Linked DNA regions of Mus musculus: region 2 is linked to region 1. The links are chromatin contacts, called in public HiChIP or PLAC-seq maps. All regions are on one chromosome and are shown on one strand. The core of a region is the stretch at or near the end of the contact, and the rest is flanking DNA. Distances in the headings are between cores, read along the strand shown. Region 1 overlaps Rad51b (RAD51 paralog B). Region 2 overlaps Gm36132 (a long non-coding RNA gene).

What was found. HiChIP or PLAC-seq counts read pairs in DNA pulled down with a chosen protein or histone mark.
Region 2: a contact with region 1 is called in a FOXA1 HiChIP or PLAC-seq map of pancreatic cancer cells. The contact joins two enhancer-like sites. A contact is called at or near these places in 4 of 115 datasets of contacts at active chromatin or transcription factors (embryonic stem cells, pancreatic cancer cells and vascular smooth muscle cells) and 1 of 9 other capture datasets (embryonic stem cells).

What each region holds. Positions count from the first base shown.
Region 1 is chr12:79,382,161-79,385,489 of GRCm38.p6, reverse strand. All of the region lies in intron 7 of Rad51b (RAD51 paralog B), which reads right to left. Among named protein-coding and RNA genes, the nearest start is that of Rad51b, 87 kb to the right of the region's middle. Within about 2 kb of position 1,734, at least 74 of the 459 cell types and tissues checked have an H3K27ac peak or open chromatin away from gene starts, as enhancers often do. A contact at or near this core is called in pancreatic cancer cells, where this site is marked.
Region 2 is chr12:79,863,055-79,866,383 of GRCm38.p6, reverse strand. It overlaps Gm36132 (a long non-coding RNA gene), which reads left to right. Exons shown (of 4, transcript XR_381728.4): 3 at 746-829. Among named protein-coding and RNA genes, the nearest start is that of Gm36132, 2.9 kb to the left of the region's middle. Within about 2 kb of position 1,828, at least 94 of the 459 cell types and tissues checked have an H3K27ac peak or open chromatin away from gene starts, as enhancers often do. A contact at or near this core is called in pancreatic cancer cells, where this site is marked.

The DNA.
Region 1 (3,329 bases), core at 485-2,984:
GGCTTGTGGAGAAATGGTGAGGGGACAAGGTAAATAGAATCAGTGTAAAGAAGGGCGTGGCGTTTAGACTCTGCTGGTGACACCAGGCAGAGCAGGTGGAGAGGGGAACAGTTAACTCTGGGAAGATCACGGAGCCTCCAGTGGCAGCTCTGAAATGCCTTGAGGTAGTCAAGCAAAATTATTTATTTACTTAAAATGTTCAGGCCTGTTCAAAATTAGAATTGAATGCTCTGTTCTAACTGTACTCAATTAAATATTTTCAAGCTATATGCAAATCATAATTGCACTTTTAAATTTTACTCTTGTGGGGTAAAAACAACTCTTAACACTTATCTCTAACAGCAGTGAAGCCTCGGGGCTCTAGAGCTGTTCCCAGTGAACTCAGGGCTTTCCTTGCAAAACCTCCGCACTTCGCAGTTTCATGTTTATATCATAACCAGGGAGTAAAGTACACTGCCCCCTCTGCACCCCACCCTGAACACACACCCTGCTAGCAAGATAAATCGGCCAGCTTTCGGCATATGGAAGCATTTTTATATTGTCAGCTCTGGTGGGGTAGGGAGGAAAACAATTTGCAAATGCCACTCAGTGAAATACACACTTTCAAGTAAGCCTGATTAGAGAAAGGTTCGTGTGGCAAGCATCGCATTCAGTAAATCCTTCCCCTTTCGTGGAGAACGGAATGTTAACTTTGTATAAAATACAGCAGAGTGATCAAGAAAGATGGAAATCAAGTAAAAACTGTAAGATTCTTCAGGACATGGGAGATTATTAAAGAACTGGTCTGAAATATGTAAGCAAATGAGCTAATTTTTATTTTAAATTCCTTATCCAAATAGTGAAGTGTCGGGAAAAGGAATGGGGCTGGGGAGGGGGGCAGCTAGAGAAGGCTAAGCAGACTCTTCAAAGAGCCGCACCAGGCTCCTCCTGACACCCCCCAAGCCTGCTGCTCCCCCTCATTTCTTTACCTCCTTTCTATAGAGCAGGAGTGGTGCCTGTGCAGAGCACACAGGACTCACGAGAAGACAACCCAGAGCCATCATAGGGTGGCTATCACCAGGATGCTCTATGGAAGGCTGGGCTGCAGACAGGAGGTACTGGGGTGATCTAGACAGTAAATGTGTATTTACATATCCTGTATGTCTTGCTTTCCCAAGGGCATGATCCCTCACCCCACTCCCCCAAAATCACTAGCAAAGGACCAAAGGCAATAGTCAAAAGGTGGAATCTTTTCTAGCCCTTGAATTTCTCTAATTCAAGTATTTCTGCAATAGAGTAAGGATTTTTTTTTTCCTTAAACACACATATGCACAAATAACAGGGAGAGACTGGTTTTTGTTTTGTTTTGTTGGGTTTTAGTTTTGTATAAACATCAGTAATTTAGCCACAAGGAAACCAAAAATGTTCAAATAATAACCTGAATCACAGACTCAAATTATAAGTAATCCTAAAACCAAGCCTAAACAGACTATGCGATGGCTCTAATGGAAAAAGACAAATGTTGAATCAGTGTCTCAGGCATCAGCAGAGAAGCTCCCTCTTGTAACAGATGGGAATGAAGCAGAGAGACCTACCTACAACCTGACAAGAATTGGCAGAGGGAGAGACTTTGGAGTACTGGGTCCTAAAAAGATGTCTTCATGGAAGCCGTCCTCTCAAGGCTCAGAGAACTGTGCAGAAGGGGAGGCAGAGAGACTGAAAGAGCCAGAGGGGTGGGGCATGACTGACATCAAGAAAACACTTCCAGATACCAGGGGACTGACTCACGAGTGAGCTCCCAGAGACTGTGGCAGCATGCACAGGGCTTGCATGGGTTCTAGTCAGATGGGTCCTGGCCCTGAGAAAGAGAATATTTTTCAAAAATCGGTTTTCTCCAGTGGAGCCTCACTATGTATATAAACCACACTTCAGGGTAGGCTTCATGCTCAGCAGTAGGTCAACTCAAACCATACTTAGCTGAATATTTGTACACTTTTGTGTCTCATATTGCTTTGTTTGGGCAACTGTTTATCATCTGGTCTTTTGTTGGTATATTATGGTTTCTGATTGTGTTTTTATGGTGTGTGTGTGTGTGTGTGTGTGGAAGAGAGAGAGAGTTTTTCTTGAGCTTCTTCTTCTTCTTTTTTCTTTAATTCTAGGGGTTTTGAGAGAGTCTTTATTATTGGAGCCATGGAGACAGGGATAAGATGGAGAAAAAGAAACCATGATCAGAACATACTGATGAAAAAAATACCTTATTTTCCATTTTAGAACAAGAAGATGAATGTGCCTCTGTCCTCTGACTTTAAGCAAATATTCTCCCTGAGTCTTTAGGGTACAAAGGAGACAATGAGGAGGAGGAGGAAAACTGAGAGAAGGTTAAAACTAACAATGCAAACAGAGCTGTGTCTTAGCTAAGCACAGAACTTAACGTCACTAAAAGAGCCCAGCTGTCTTTCCCACTGGCATGCTCTCTGGACTCATTCTTCCAGAATGTACTAAAAGTACTAAGAATGCTATGGAACACAATTAGCCACATTATTTACAGGCTATTTCAGGTTGTAAACTTATATTATTATTATTTTAACTTTTCTCAGTGAATGAGAAGATGATGAAACTAAATTTCAGTTATTTGTCTTCTCTCTCTCTCTCTCTCACCCTCTCTCTCTCTCTCTCTCTCTCGTGTGTGTGTGTGTGTGTGTGTGTGTGTGTGTGTGTGTTTGTGTATGTGTATCAAATTCATGGAAACTTTAAAAAATAGAAGTAAATTTCTTGTTTATCTAATAAATTCTGCTTATCTCAGTAAAAGAACCTGGCCAGCCCATAATGAAGTAGGATAGGGGTCAGTGTTCCTATCTGTCCTGCTCCAGGCAACCTGTACACTTTTGCTTTGACATCTCAAGGCTAACTGCCAATTCTGATGGTTAGCCAAAGGGGAAGGGTTTTCTTTAATTAATCTCTTCATGCAGCAATTCATCAGGAAACTGATGAAATGTAGCCGCATACCATACTAAAGTCAGCTAATCCCCATGCATGGCTCTGGGAGTTATCCTTCGTTCAGCAGCATCCTGGGGAGAAGGTTTTACAGTCAAGTCAAGGTTCCTAGCTGCTCAATCAGAGCATTCAGCAAAAGGCACACAGGAAGTAAAGGATATTGCATTTGGAAAATTGGAATTCTCTTTGGAAAGAGAAATTAACTAACCCACTTAAACAAATTAAAAATAGAGAAATAAACTGTGCTGGCATTACATGTTAATACAACAGGAATTTGAAGTTTAAGAACTACTTGGGCCAGAAACAGTCTAAAGTGGCTTTACGAGAATGGAAAGAACATAATGAGATTTGGGTTG
Region 2 (3,329 bases), core at 579-3,078, 480 kb before region 1:
AGTATAGCAGTTGAAACGCATACTGTCCTCTCCGAGAACCCAAGTTTGGTTCCCAGTACCCGAAGCAGGCAGCTCACGTTTGCCTGTGACTCCAGCTCTAGAGGATCTTACACCATTTGCTAGCCTCTGCAAGCACCTGCACTCACATGCACACAGTCCCACACGGCCACACATAGTTGAAAATCAAATAAAATCTGAAGAAAATGTTTTTGAAATGTTCATGTATAACAACATGTATTTGGGGCTGGGGCAATGTCTCAGTCTGTAAAATGAATGCTTACTGTGCTAGCATGAGAACCTGAGTTCATATCCCCAGGGCCCATTTAACTGCCAGGTGTGGTAGTATCTACCTGTAACCTCAGCATGGATGGAACAGAGCCAGGCAGATCCTGGAGCTGTTCGGCCACCTAGTCCAGCCAAATAGAAAGCTGGGTTCAGTAAGAAACTGTCTCAAAAAGTAAGATATCAAGAGAGGAAGACATCATCCTCTGCCTCCATGCATGTAAATCCATACTCATCCCTACATGCACACACACATGTACATGACCACACATAAACACAGACTAGTACATTTGAAACACCTCCTTATTGAGGATTTGGAAAATATAGAAAAGTATAAAGGAGAAAAGATAAGTTATCTGACAATCCCATTTGAAAACAATTGTGATGAATTATTAATAAGTTAACTTCCGTTTTTAACGTAAACTTATATTGGCTCGTTTCTTGCTATTTTCTCTCTATCTAGATGATTCTATAAGCTTGTGCTCTTTGACTCGAGTCGTTTTTACGGTAAAACCAGCCAGCCACTGCCCATAGATGGCTCCGTGAGGTAACTGCCTAGCTTCATAAAAAGTCTGTGTCTTTTCCAACAGGCGAAAGGAGGCCTTCCCTGGGTGCAGAGTTATGTAATTTGTCTAAATCACACAGCACTAAAGGAAGAGCAAACCCACAAATTTGGGTGTGTCTGTGGAGCACATTCACTTCAGCAGATGTTCAGTTGCTCAGAGACACAGACAGCTCCCTCCTGCCGCCTGTGACCCCTGGGAACAGGAGTGTCCGATGGTGGCTGAGCCTGGCCACGGGCCCCAGCCAACCAGTACAGAGAAGGAAGGAGCTCACTATGCCCCGGCTCTTCTCTCCTTCCGCCCTTCTCCACATGCAAGAGGCCAAGAAACTAAACTGCCTAGACTGCAGGTTAGCTTGTAGATACCAGTGGGTTTTTTGAGTTGATGAAATAATTTAATCCAAACCTTCCTTTTCCATGGGGATCAAATTACGAGAAGGTCACAAAACCCGGTTCTGTTGTTCTCAGTCCCGACAGTGCCAGAGAGGGTGTCAAATTTTGTTGTTGTTGCTCATACTGTGGTTTATAGTTGGAACTGTGTGCAGTCACGGCTTTCTTCTCTCCTGGGCACTCTGATTCGTACTGAAACATCTCTCGTGTACAAGTCATGACTGGAGTATCCTGAGCAGCTCTCAGAAGAGCCACTTCCTTGGGCAGATCCAGGCCACAAAGTTGCTGGGGAACATTGGTTGCCACCCTCTAAACGGACAAGCCTTTTGTGAACAGTCCAAAACCAGCAAATGACCCAGGAGTTAGGGCCACCCTGGGATGAAAGTAGGAGGGTCTTTTTCCCCTGTCCTTTATTCCCTTGGGGGACCCTATGAGCTAAGCCGCAGGAGTCCAATAGTCTTAGTGCCACGGACTCTTGGTTGGCCCCGCAGAGATTGATCCAAGATGAAAGTTTGCCGAGCGAGCCAGGCACTCTGCCGCAGTTGGGGTAAGTCAAGCTGGTGTGCCAGTGGGTGAGTCAGCGACCGAAATGCCCTCTCTTCATTGCATAACTCTAAACACAGGCTTTGCCTTCCCGATAATCACTCTCCTGGCGGTGGCACAGCAGGGCTTATTTCCTGAAGACATGCGTGGGAAAAAAAAGTTTTCCAGGCAGACTTAGACACTCAGGCTTCCATGCTGTAAGGAACAGTACTTCCTTCCTCTCCAGCGCTGGTGATATGACTCACAGCAAAACGTGAAGATGACTTTCCTGATGCACCAAATGGCAGCTGGCTGTAGCGACTCAGGCTTGTGGTCCCCAGCACTCCGGAGGATGAGGCGGGAGACCCATGACATTGAGTCTAGGGCTACATATCTGGACCCTGTCTCAAAACAAACTGATAAACCAGCAGACAAATATCAAGAATGAAGAACTTGAGCAATAAGAGGAAACGCATCAAGTGCTAGACACGTGGTACATCCTTCTCTCTACCTAGCTATAATGACCCTCATATTCTGCCCGTTATACAGGTAAGAAAACTGAGGCCTGAGGTTAAATGATATTCTTTCTCTTTCAGTACTCAGAACTGAACCTTGGACCTCATGCTTGCTAGGCACTGAGCTATATCCCCAGTCCTAAATGATGTTCCCAATGTTACAGAGCTTGTAAGAGTCTGAGCCAAAGCTCCAGGAATTCTATTTTCTTTTCCTTTTTCTTTTATTTTATGTATATGAGTACCTTATTGTATATGTATATTTTATTTTATGTATATGAGTGTTTTGCCTGCATTTATGCATATGTACCACGTGCTGGCTGGTGCCCTTGGAGGTCAGAAGGTGGTGCTGGATCCCCTAGACCTGGAGTTATAGTTGTAATCCACCCTGTGGGTGCTGGGAATTGAACTGGAGTCCTCTGCAAGAGCAATAAAGTGTTCTCATCCACTGAGCCATCTCTCCAGCCCCACGTTCTAGTTTCTTAACAGCTTGAAAGTGACAGAAGTGATGGGATTGAGAGAAATCACAAATCCAAAGTATTTTCCATCAGATGGCTTGTCAGACCCAAGGAAGGCTCCTCTTAGAGACGAATGCCTGCCATGCCACACTTCAGCCTTGCTGACTCCGTAGAAACCATGGCTGGCTTCCAGGAAGGGGAGAAATTTGTCCCTGCTCCTGTGTCCAACACTGTTTGGTATTTGGATGAATATGAACAGCTAGTTATGATGCCATTGGGGGTGGGGATTACACTGCAGAGAGGCCTCAACATGCCGTCCAGACAGGGAACATGACTCACCAAGAAGAGACCCCAGGTGGGGAAGCTCTGGGTGGCTGGATTGCTCATAATCTGGTGAGACTAGGCAAAAAAAAAAAAAAAAAAAAAAAAAAAAAAAAAAAAAAAAAGGCCACAAGGACCTCCAGGAAAACACTGTGGTAATTATCATGGCTGCAAGTCCCCAAGTCAGGGGACCTGCCAGAGGCTGTCCCAGGGCCCTAGACTAGAGATCTATGATATTATAAAATAGTTTCCCACTGCTGCTCTAGTGAGTTTCCATACAGT